Regions from separate parts of the Sus scrofa genome. Here regions 1 and 3 are each linked to region 2. A link is a contact called in public Hi-C data. All regions are on one chromosome and are shown on one strand. Each heading gives the region's core, a stretch centred on a gene start, on an enhancer-like site or on the middle of the called end of the contact. The rest is flanking DNA. Distances are from core to core; before and after follow the strand shown.

Region 1 (2,700 bases), core at 127-2,626, 280 kb after region 2:
CCGTGGACTGTAGCGGTCTTGGCCTTTGTTTCTTTGATGGTTGAAATACAGTCTTTTTAAAGGAATCAACATTACTTCTGCCTCTTCTTCTTTTTTTTTTTTTTGCCTATGGTATGCCACAGCCTAGTGTAGGATCTCAGTTCCCAGACCAGGGATTGAACCCAGGCTGCAGGGGTACAAGTACCAAGTCCTAACTGCTAGGCCACCAGGGAACTCCCCACAACCTTAATTCTTGTTTTAAAAAAAATTGTCGTATAACTGGAAGGTTGTACCTCTGACCACCTTACTGTGTCTGATTACGGTTTAAGTACATAGCTTTATATGTAAGACAGAACTCACTTTAAAGGAAAAGGATCTTTTTTTCCCTCATGCTATAGTGCAAAATATGCCCTGCCCCCCCATTTACAGAGAGTCTGTTATGTGGGCACAGTGAGGGATGGTTTTCCTCTCTCAGCTTTTCAAAGACCATGTTAAAATACACAGAAGGTTGTTAGCTAGTCCCCAGACAGGTAAAGAAGGGAAATGAAACCCCAGTTTCCAGTGAATTCTTGGTTTGCTCTGGTGCCGACTATGCACTGAGTGAGTCTCTGAGGAGGTATTAGAGAAGGTACCTAGGTGGAGGGCTCTCCCAACTTCTTTCCTGCTAGACCTGGCCTGTACTTACTCATAGCCCCAGCCTGAGCAGAGATCTCTGGTAGGCTGTGAAGAGGCAGTTCTCCTAAAGAACTTAGAGGCTGCATTTTTTTTTCTTTTTCTTTTTTTTTAAATGGTCACACCATGGCATATGGAGGTTCCCAGGCTGGGGGTCAAATCAGAGTTGCAGCCCCTGGCCTACGCCACAGCCACAGGAATGCCAGATCTGAGCCGAATCTGTGATCTACACACAGCCCATGGCAACGCTGGATCCGTAACCCACTGAGCGAGGCCAGGGATTGAACCTGCATTCTCAAGGCTACTAGTTAGGTTCCTTACTGCTGAGCCACAGTAGGAACTCTCAGAGGATGGTTTTGAGTTTCAATACATAGTTTACATTGGGGCAAAAAAAAAAAAAGTCTTTTTCATGAAAACTGCATTCTAGTTGGTCAACTACTGGGCCACAGTGGTTTTATGACTTTTCTCTGCCTTCACATCACATCTATTTTTGAAAAAAGGATGTCCTTCCTAGAAAAGGCCTATTGTTCTGAAAGATGCCCCTTCTGGTTAAAGCAACATGTTCCTGTTTGTATCCAACCCTAGAGAATTTGGGAGGAAAATAGCCTACCTTTTTCAGGAGGCTTTAAAGTAGCAATGGTCTTGTGGGCTTTGTGTTAGGAGGTACAGTGGAAAGGTTAGAAGGTTGTTTGCAGATCAAAGTGTCTGTAGTCAGAATGATTCAGGGTTTTGTTTTGTTTTGTTTTTCCCCTATACTCTAGTTTGTTGAAATGGCACTGTGAGTGTCTCTTGTTTGAGTGGGGAGAGGGAAGGAGGGGGAGGGGGGAAGGGAAGGGGGGGGAGGGAGGGAAAGAGGGAGGAGGAGAGAGAAAGAGAGAAAAATCTATCTAAGAATGTAACTCCTTGGCTAAAGGGGAAGCTTGCTTGGGGACGCTGCTTGGGCAGCAGGGCCAGATTTCTGGTCTGTTTGGAGAGCAGGACTCTTTAGCACCTCCTCTGCCTTTGCCTTTTCTTGCTGGGTGAAGGCAATTCCATGCCTGCTCAGAGGTTATTTTAATAAAGGCCAACCAGGAGGGGAGAGGAGGGTTGGGAAATGGACAAGCGCCAGGGGTGGGCAGGAATCTCCGACTGCCTAGAGGTTTGTTTGCACCCAGGAAACGCACATGCCCAGCTCCCTGGGGAATGTTCCAGGTCCCACTCCCCTGTGTGTTCAGATTGTCTTCCTTTAGCTTTTAGCCCAGGACAGGGTGCCTAGGGTGGGAGTGAAGCAGGGTCACTGGATGCCTGGGGAGAGGGTAGAAAAAATTGATAGGAAGATTCAAAAGGCCCCATTTGCCTCTTTTAAAATATGGCTTGGTCCACCTTGCCCCTGGGAGTGAGGAGAAGAGCGTGTCTTCCTCTTGCCTTACTGGCCACCTCTTAAGCTTAGGTAAACCCAGCATGTGGTCACTGGGCTCCTTACTGAGGGGAAGCCCAGCCACAGAGTCACAGAGCTGGCCTGTCCTGGGGCCTCTGCTCCGTCTTCCTTCATCCGGGATGGGCTGAGAGCAGAGATTGCCCCCTGCCTTCTAGACATAAATTTCTAAACATTCTTTCCATTCATTCCTAAGAAGGGACCTCAGGGTGAGGTGCATCCAGCTGTAAAGCCATCTATTCTAGGTAAATGAAACTGCCTTCTAGGCAACAGCTCTGTGTACAGTGACCCTGTCTGCTCCGAGGGCTTGCCGGCTCCTTGCGGTACAGGCTGGGAAAACAAGTTTCTTTTGAGCCAACTAAGAGTAACAGAAGAAACTGTGGATGTGATTGTGAACTTCACTTTAGAAGCCCGAAGTCTAGCTAAATCTCTGAAATACACAAAACGGCTGCACGGGCATACGTTCCTTGGTTCATGAAGGTCATGATCATGCAGGTCATATGTTCCTTGGTTCCTGTTGCTTCAGTGACATGCCTTTCAGCTGGCCCTCTCTCAGAACATTCTGATTATATGAGATGAAGGTGTTTTATTTATGTGGCTGCACACATTCAGGAGAGAAACCTGCTTCTTGAGTC
Region 2 (2,700 bases), core at 55-2,554:
AGGATCCAAGCTGCAAGTGCAACCTACACCACAGCTCACGACAACGCCAGATCCTTAACCCATTGAGCGAGGCCAGGGATTGAATCTGCGTCCTCATGGATACTAGTCTGATTCATTTTTGCTGAGCCATGACAGGAACTCCCGAAGTACAGATTTTTTATATGTCCACATTTCCTTTTCTTTGCTCATAAGGACCAGGTACATTGATGGTGAGCCATTTTAATCTTGCTGTGAATTCAGGACACATGGGCAAGAATTTGCAGGAACTTGTAAAGGGAAGTCATTGCAGCCCCGTCTTTGCTTTCAATTTTGGAGAGTGTGTATATGTCTGCATAAGGAGAGTAGGAGTGAGGGGTCCAAAAACCTTTTGGGGACAATGAAATTTGGGGTCATTATGTGTATGAGCATCCATACTATTTGGTTAACAAGTCTAAGAAAGTGAGACCCATCCTTGGAAAACTGGGCTTCATTAATTCAAGAATCTGCTTTGTCATATTATTTTATTTCTCATGTTTAAGATTATTTGAGGAGTTTCCATTGTGGCTCAGCCACTTATAGACTCAGCATTGTCTCTGTGAGGATTTGGGTTTGATCCCTTACCTCAATCAGTGGGTTAAGTATCCTAGGTTGCCAGAAGTTCGCAGCTCCAATTCAACTCCTGGCCCAGGAATTTCCATCTGCTGCAAGTGCAGCCATAGAAAGATTTTTTAAAAAAAGGATTATTTGAACAAATGCTTAAGTATTGGCCCAGTCAGCTTTGTCTGATTTGCTGTTTGCTATTCTTTTCAATAGAAAAAAAAAAAGTATATTTTTTAAGGTTGCACCCGAGGTATATGGAAGTTTCCAGGCTAGGGGTTGAGTCTGAGCTGCAGTTGCCAGCCTACAATACAGCCTCAGCAACACCAGATCTGAGCCGAGTATGTGACCTACACCACAGCTCACGGCAACAGTGGATCTTTAATCCACTGATCGAGGCCAGGGATCAAACCTCCATCCTCATGGATGCTAGTCAGATTTGTTTCTGCTGCACCACAATGGGAACTCCCAAATTGTGTTCATTTAAATGGAGGGAAAGTAGGGATTCTTAAAAATGGTAAGAAGGCTGAAGAACTAGGCTTGGGGTAGGTGGGAAACAAGGTACCTCCGAGTTGCTCTCTGGGTAGGAACACAGTGGCCCTGAGTGTCCTTGGCTCCCTGCTTTAGGGAGGAAGCATCTGACTGGCCCTGGTACCTCCCAAGACTCAGGGAGGGTGGGCCTTGCAGGATTTAGCCAGGAAAGTTCATTGTCCAAGGGGAAATGAGGAGGAAGTTAACAGGAGGAAGTTAGGCCTGGCAGCCAAAGTGGCAAAAGGCACCAGGGCAGCGACAGGGACAGAATGACCCGTGGAAGCCAGGCATGTTTTCCTTTGGTGACTGAGGTCAGGAAGCTGTGCCCGTGCATGCTGGCCATGAGGGGCGTCTGTCTGTATACCTGCCCACGCCTGCTTCTCTCAGCTTGGGGCCAGGAAGGCTTTTGTGCTGTCGATTTTTGCACACATGGGGCACCAAGCCTGTGTCAAAGGAGTTGGTGGGGAAGTGCTTGTACTTGGATCAGTTTCAAGGAATTTGGTTGCTTTAGGCCCTTGCCTTGACTGTGTCAGCTTTCACCCTATTGCCCTGGGGCACTGTTTACTGGTTAACATGCTTTGTCCACCACTGCCCAGTTACCAAGGAGCTTGTGTTCAAGCATGTTTGTCAGTGGCCACACTCGTACCCTTTGGCCTCGGCTCGATCAGTCGCTTCCTGGCCCTGTCTGGTTTCAGTCAGTTGTCAGAGTTGCTGATGCAGGTAGCGCACAGTTACTGAACCAACATTGCTTAGTGGTTGAAGCACCGTATCTTTCAGGGGACATTCCTTTTCCCCACCAGACCTCCTTCTTGGGATGATGACAGTAGAATCCTTCACCCTCTTCTGAGTCTCCACTTAAAAGGCAACTGCAGGAGTTCCCCTTGTGGCTCAGCAAGTTAAGGACCCGACATAGTGCCCATGAGGAGGCAGGTTGTATCCCTGGCCTCCCTCAGTGAGATAAGGATCCCATGTTGCAGTGAGCTGCAGTGTAGGTCATAGATGCAGCTCAGATCCAGTGTTGCTGTGGTGTAGGTTGAAGCTCTGATTTGACTCCTGGCGCAGAAATTTCCTCATGTCCCAGGTGCAGGGCCCCCCCCCCTCCAAAAAAAAGTCAAGTGCAGTCTTCCAGAAGGACTTGGGCTTTAATGTCCTGGGATGGAGAGAAATGGTGTGTCTTTTTACTTACCCCTGAACATTTGACATGTATAGTGTGCCTCCTGGATGGAAGAAGACAATCATGATTGCAATTTTATCCAGTTAATTTTTTTTTTTTTTTTTTGGCTGTGCCATAGCATATGGAAGTTCCCAGGTCAGGAATCAAACTTGCACCCCAGCAGTAACCACAGCTACAGCAGTGACATTGCCAGATCCTTAACCCACTGAGCCACCCTGGAACTCCTCTGAGTTAATTTTTAAATAGCTTTACATCATCCACACTTTTGTTACCATATCAGATACTTGAAGCTAGTCTGGATCTCAGTTTCTTTTAAATTTGTTTCTTATTTGTTTGTTTACTGAATGGGATTATGTAGACATTTTTTTCTTGGTTTATCTGAAAGACTTATTTTATATCAAAAATAAAAACATCATTAG
Region 3 (2,700 bases), core at 41-2,540, 300 kb after region 2:
AACTATTTTGAGAAAAATTAAAATGACATGAGTGAATAAAGCAGATGCAACTAGTCACATCAGTAAGGACAGGATTGTAGTTTTTTCTGCCATTTGTTCCTGTTGGGGTTTGATTTTAACTTGACAAGCCCTGTACATAAGAGCGACCCAGGTTGTTGTTTAGAAGGTGAAGTGATGGATCTGCTGCCAGAGGACCGGTCCCGGGGAGCCTGGGACCACACAGTTTTGACTGGCATTCTAGGTGAGTCACATGCTCATCAGAGCTTGAGAACCACTAGACGGAATCAACTCCCAGGGTGAGTCCTAGGTAATAGGATTAATAATAACTGTTATTATACTAGTCAGCTTCTGTTAGCCTGCCACATTGCCCGTATGTCTGCAAGTGAGATCTCAGATTCATTCTGCTTCCCTCTAAGTGTGGAAAAGTTCAGTGCTGTTGCTGCTAGGTTCTCCTCCTTCACCTTTTCTTAGAAAACACACAGCCATCGCTAGGCCTGCACGGAGCCACCAGGTGGCAGCTGCACTGAGGGGAGTGTTTGCAGAGCTGGAGGGGAGGCAAGGTGTGCCTCCTGTTGAAACACTGCCTGCCTGATGCCTCTCTGCGAATGAGAGACTGAGCGGGGAGCCTGGCCGTTTCTCATGAAGTCAGGAGAATTTTCTGGCTGATTAAGTAAAACAGATTTTTTGGTGGCATCTCACAATAGGGAATTTTCAGACCAGAAACCAACCTTGGGGTACAGGAATGAGGAGAGGTGGAGGGGAGGATTTCCTGGCTTGTGGCTCTTTCCAAAACATCTTTAAAATGAGACTCAGTGTTTTTGTATTCTTAGTTCTAATTAGTTTATTTTTGTAAAGCATGAATATTTTAATTTTTATTGAAGTATAGTTGATTTACAATGTGCATTAGTTCCAGGTGTACAGCAAATGATTCAGTTATACATGTATATCTATTCTTTTTCAGATTCTTTTCCTTATAGGTTATAAGATTATAGAGTTTCCTGGGCTATATCCTTGTTGGTTATCTGTTTTATCTATAGTAGTGTGTATCTTTTCATCCCAAACTTCTAATTTATTCCTCCCTTCTTTTTCCCTTTGGTGTCCATAAGTTTGTCTTCTATGTCTGTGAATCTATTTCTATTTTACAAATAAGTTCATTTTAGATTCCATGTATAAGTGGTATCAAATGATATTTGTCTTTCTCTGGGCATACATCTTTAAAAGAGACAACTCAGTAATAAAGCCATCATGACTCCTGTTTGGCATGGCATGTTGTCAACACTCACCAAATCCAGTAAATGTTTGATCATTCTCTGCAAATATCTGCTCAAGCCAAAACAGCTCTGGTGAGTTACCATTTGAACTTTTCAATAAAGGGGGAGAAACAGCTTGTCCAGCAGGCAGCTGGAATCACCCAGTAAGTGGGAGTGGTTGAGAGGGCCAGTTTCTCAGCCTGACTTCCTCAGCTCTTTGCCGAGGTCTTCCTGATGTGAAGGAAGTCTGGGAGTGTTCAGGGGCCAGTACATTTACTGTCACAGTATCTATCTACCTTGGACTCTGGGTGTCTTTCACTTCATGTGTATTTGAAGATCAGAGCCAGGAAAGCTGAGTTTACAAACCCTGTGTTAATTTTGTCCATAGTCATTTGCCTTCAAAATGAACAGATACGGAATCAGTGACAAGCCAGGGAATATTTGTTCTACTCTCTGCATCACAGTTAATCCGGACCGTGACAGCCTTTGTTGTACTTTGCACCAAGGTAACAACTACAGAATGATCGTTGTTTGTGTGGCCGAGCATCTTTGCACAGCTCTGACCATAGGCTTAGTTAGTAAGTGGTGATCAACCCTGATTTCCTGCTTTTCTAGAATTCATTTTCCTTGACCAACCTTTTGGTGATAAAGGGAACATCATAAGTGCAAGAGCAGATTCAAATAAGTTTACAAGGTATTTCATTTTTTCTTCTTGGTATTTCAGTGTTTTATTACTTGTTAATAAAAAACTTACACCATTCTTGCATCTGACAGAACACATTTTTACTTGACGTAAATCAGAATTAGTAATAATGCTGTCACCCTATGTTAAGAAAGACAGGTACAGTTCCCCTTGTGGCTCAGTGGGTTAGGAACCCAACTAGTAATCGTAAGGATGTAGATTTGATCCCTGGCCTCACTCATTGGGTTAAGGATTTGGTGTTTCTGCAAACTGCAGCATAGGCTGCAGATATGGCTTGGATCCAGCATTGCTGTGGCTGTGGTGTAGGCCAGCAGCTGCACCTCCAATTTGACCACTAGCCTGGAAACTTCCATATGCCCTGGGTGTGGCCCTAAAAAGAAAAAAAAAAAAGGAAAGACAAGTACATTTCCTCCCCTAAACTAGGTAAATGATTGTTGATTGCAAAGCTAATGACTAAAAATTGGAGAGAAAAGGGTATAAATTCTGTTTGGAAGTAATAGGCATTTTCATTTGAGAAATAAATTTACTTTCATGGTTCCACTTGTACTAAAACTTGTTTGACAATATTTTCCTTCCTGTTTTCTTGAGGCTTTGCTGTCAAGCATTCAGTAGTTGGGAAAGTGGTAAAGGATGCTTGAGGGGAAGCAGTGATTTGCTGCTGATTTGCTTTGAAAGCAAATAGCAATGAATAGAAACAGACTCACAGACTTGGACAACAAACTCGGGTATTAAAGGGGACAGGTGGGG

Evidence for each region. Hi-C and Micro-C count contacts between places; a contact is called where the count stands out from the background.
Region 1: a contact with region 2 is called in a Hi-C map of fetal liver, with 1.5 times the contacts expected there. The contact joins two enhancer-like sites. A contact is called at or near these places in 10 of 47 Hi-C or Micro-C datasets (brain, embryonic fibroblasts, epiblast stem cells and 7 more) and 2 of 2 datasets of contacts at active chromatin or transcription factors (alveolar macrophages and skeletal muscle).
Region 3: a contact with region 2 is called in a Hi-C map of liver, with 5 times the contacts expected there. The contact joins two enhancer-like sites. A contact is called at or near these places in 8 of 47 Hi-C or Micro-C datasets (embryonic fibroblasts, epiblast stem cells, heart right ventricle and 4 more) and 1 of 2 datasets of contacts at active chromatin or transcription factors (alveolar macrophages).

What each region holds. Positions count from the first base shown.
Region 1 is chr8:48,104,850-48,107,549 of Sscrofa11.1, forward strand. The region is part of intron 1 of LOC110262100 (rap guanine nucleotide exchange factor 6-like); the gene reads left to right. Among named protein-coding and RNA genes, the nearest start is that of RAPGEF2, 77 kb to the right of the region's middle. Within about 2 kb of position 1,377, at least 6 of the 83 cell types and tissues checked have an H3K27ac peak or open chromatin away from gene starts, as enhancers often do. A contact at or near this core is called in fetal liver, where this site is marked.
Region 2 is chr8:47,825,052-47,827,751 of Sscrofa11.1, forward strand. All of the region lies in intron 15 of FNIP2 (folliculin-interacting protein 2), which reads left to right. Among named protein-coding and RNA genes, the nearest start is that of FNIP2, 120 kb to the left of the region's middle. Within about 2 kb of position 1,305, at least 13 of the 83 cell types and tissues checked have an H3K27ac peak or open chromatin away from gene starts, as enhancers often do. A contact at or near this core is called in fetal liver and liver, where this site is marked.
Region 3 is chr8:48,123,466-48,126,165 of Sscrofa11.1, forward strand. The region is part of intron 3 of LOC110262100 (rap guanine nucleotide exchange factor 6-like); the gene reads left to right. Among named protein-coding and RNA genes, the nearest start is that of RAPGEF2, 59 kb to the right of the region's middle. Within about 2 kb of position 1,291, at least 4 of the 83 cell types and tissues checked have an H3K27ac peak or open chromatin away from gene starts, as enhancers often do. A contact at or near this core is called in liver, where this site is marked.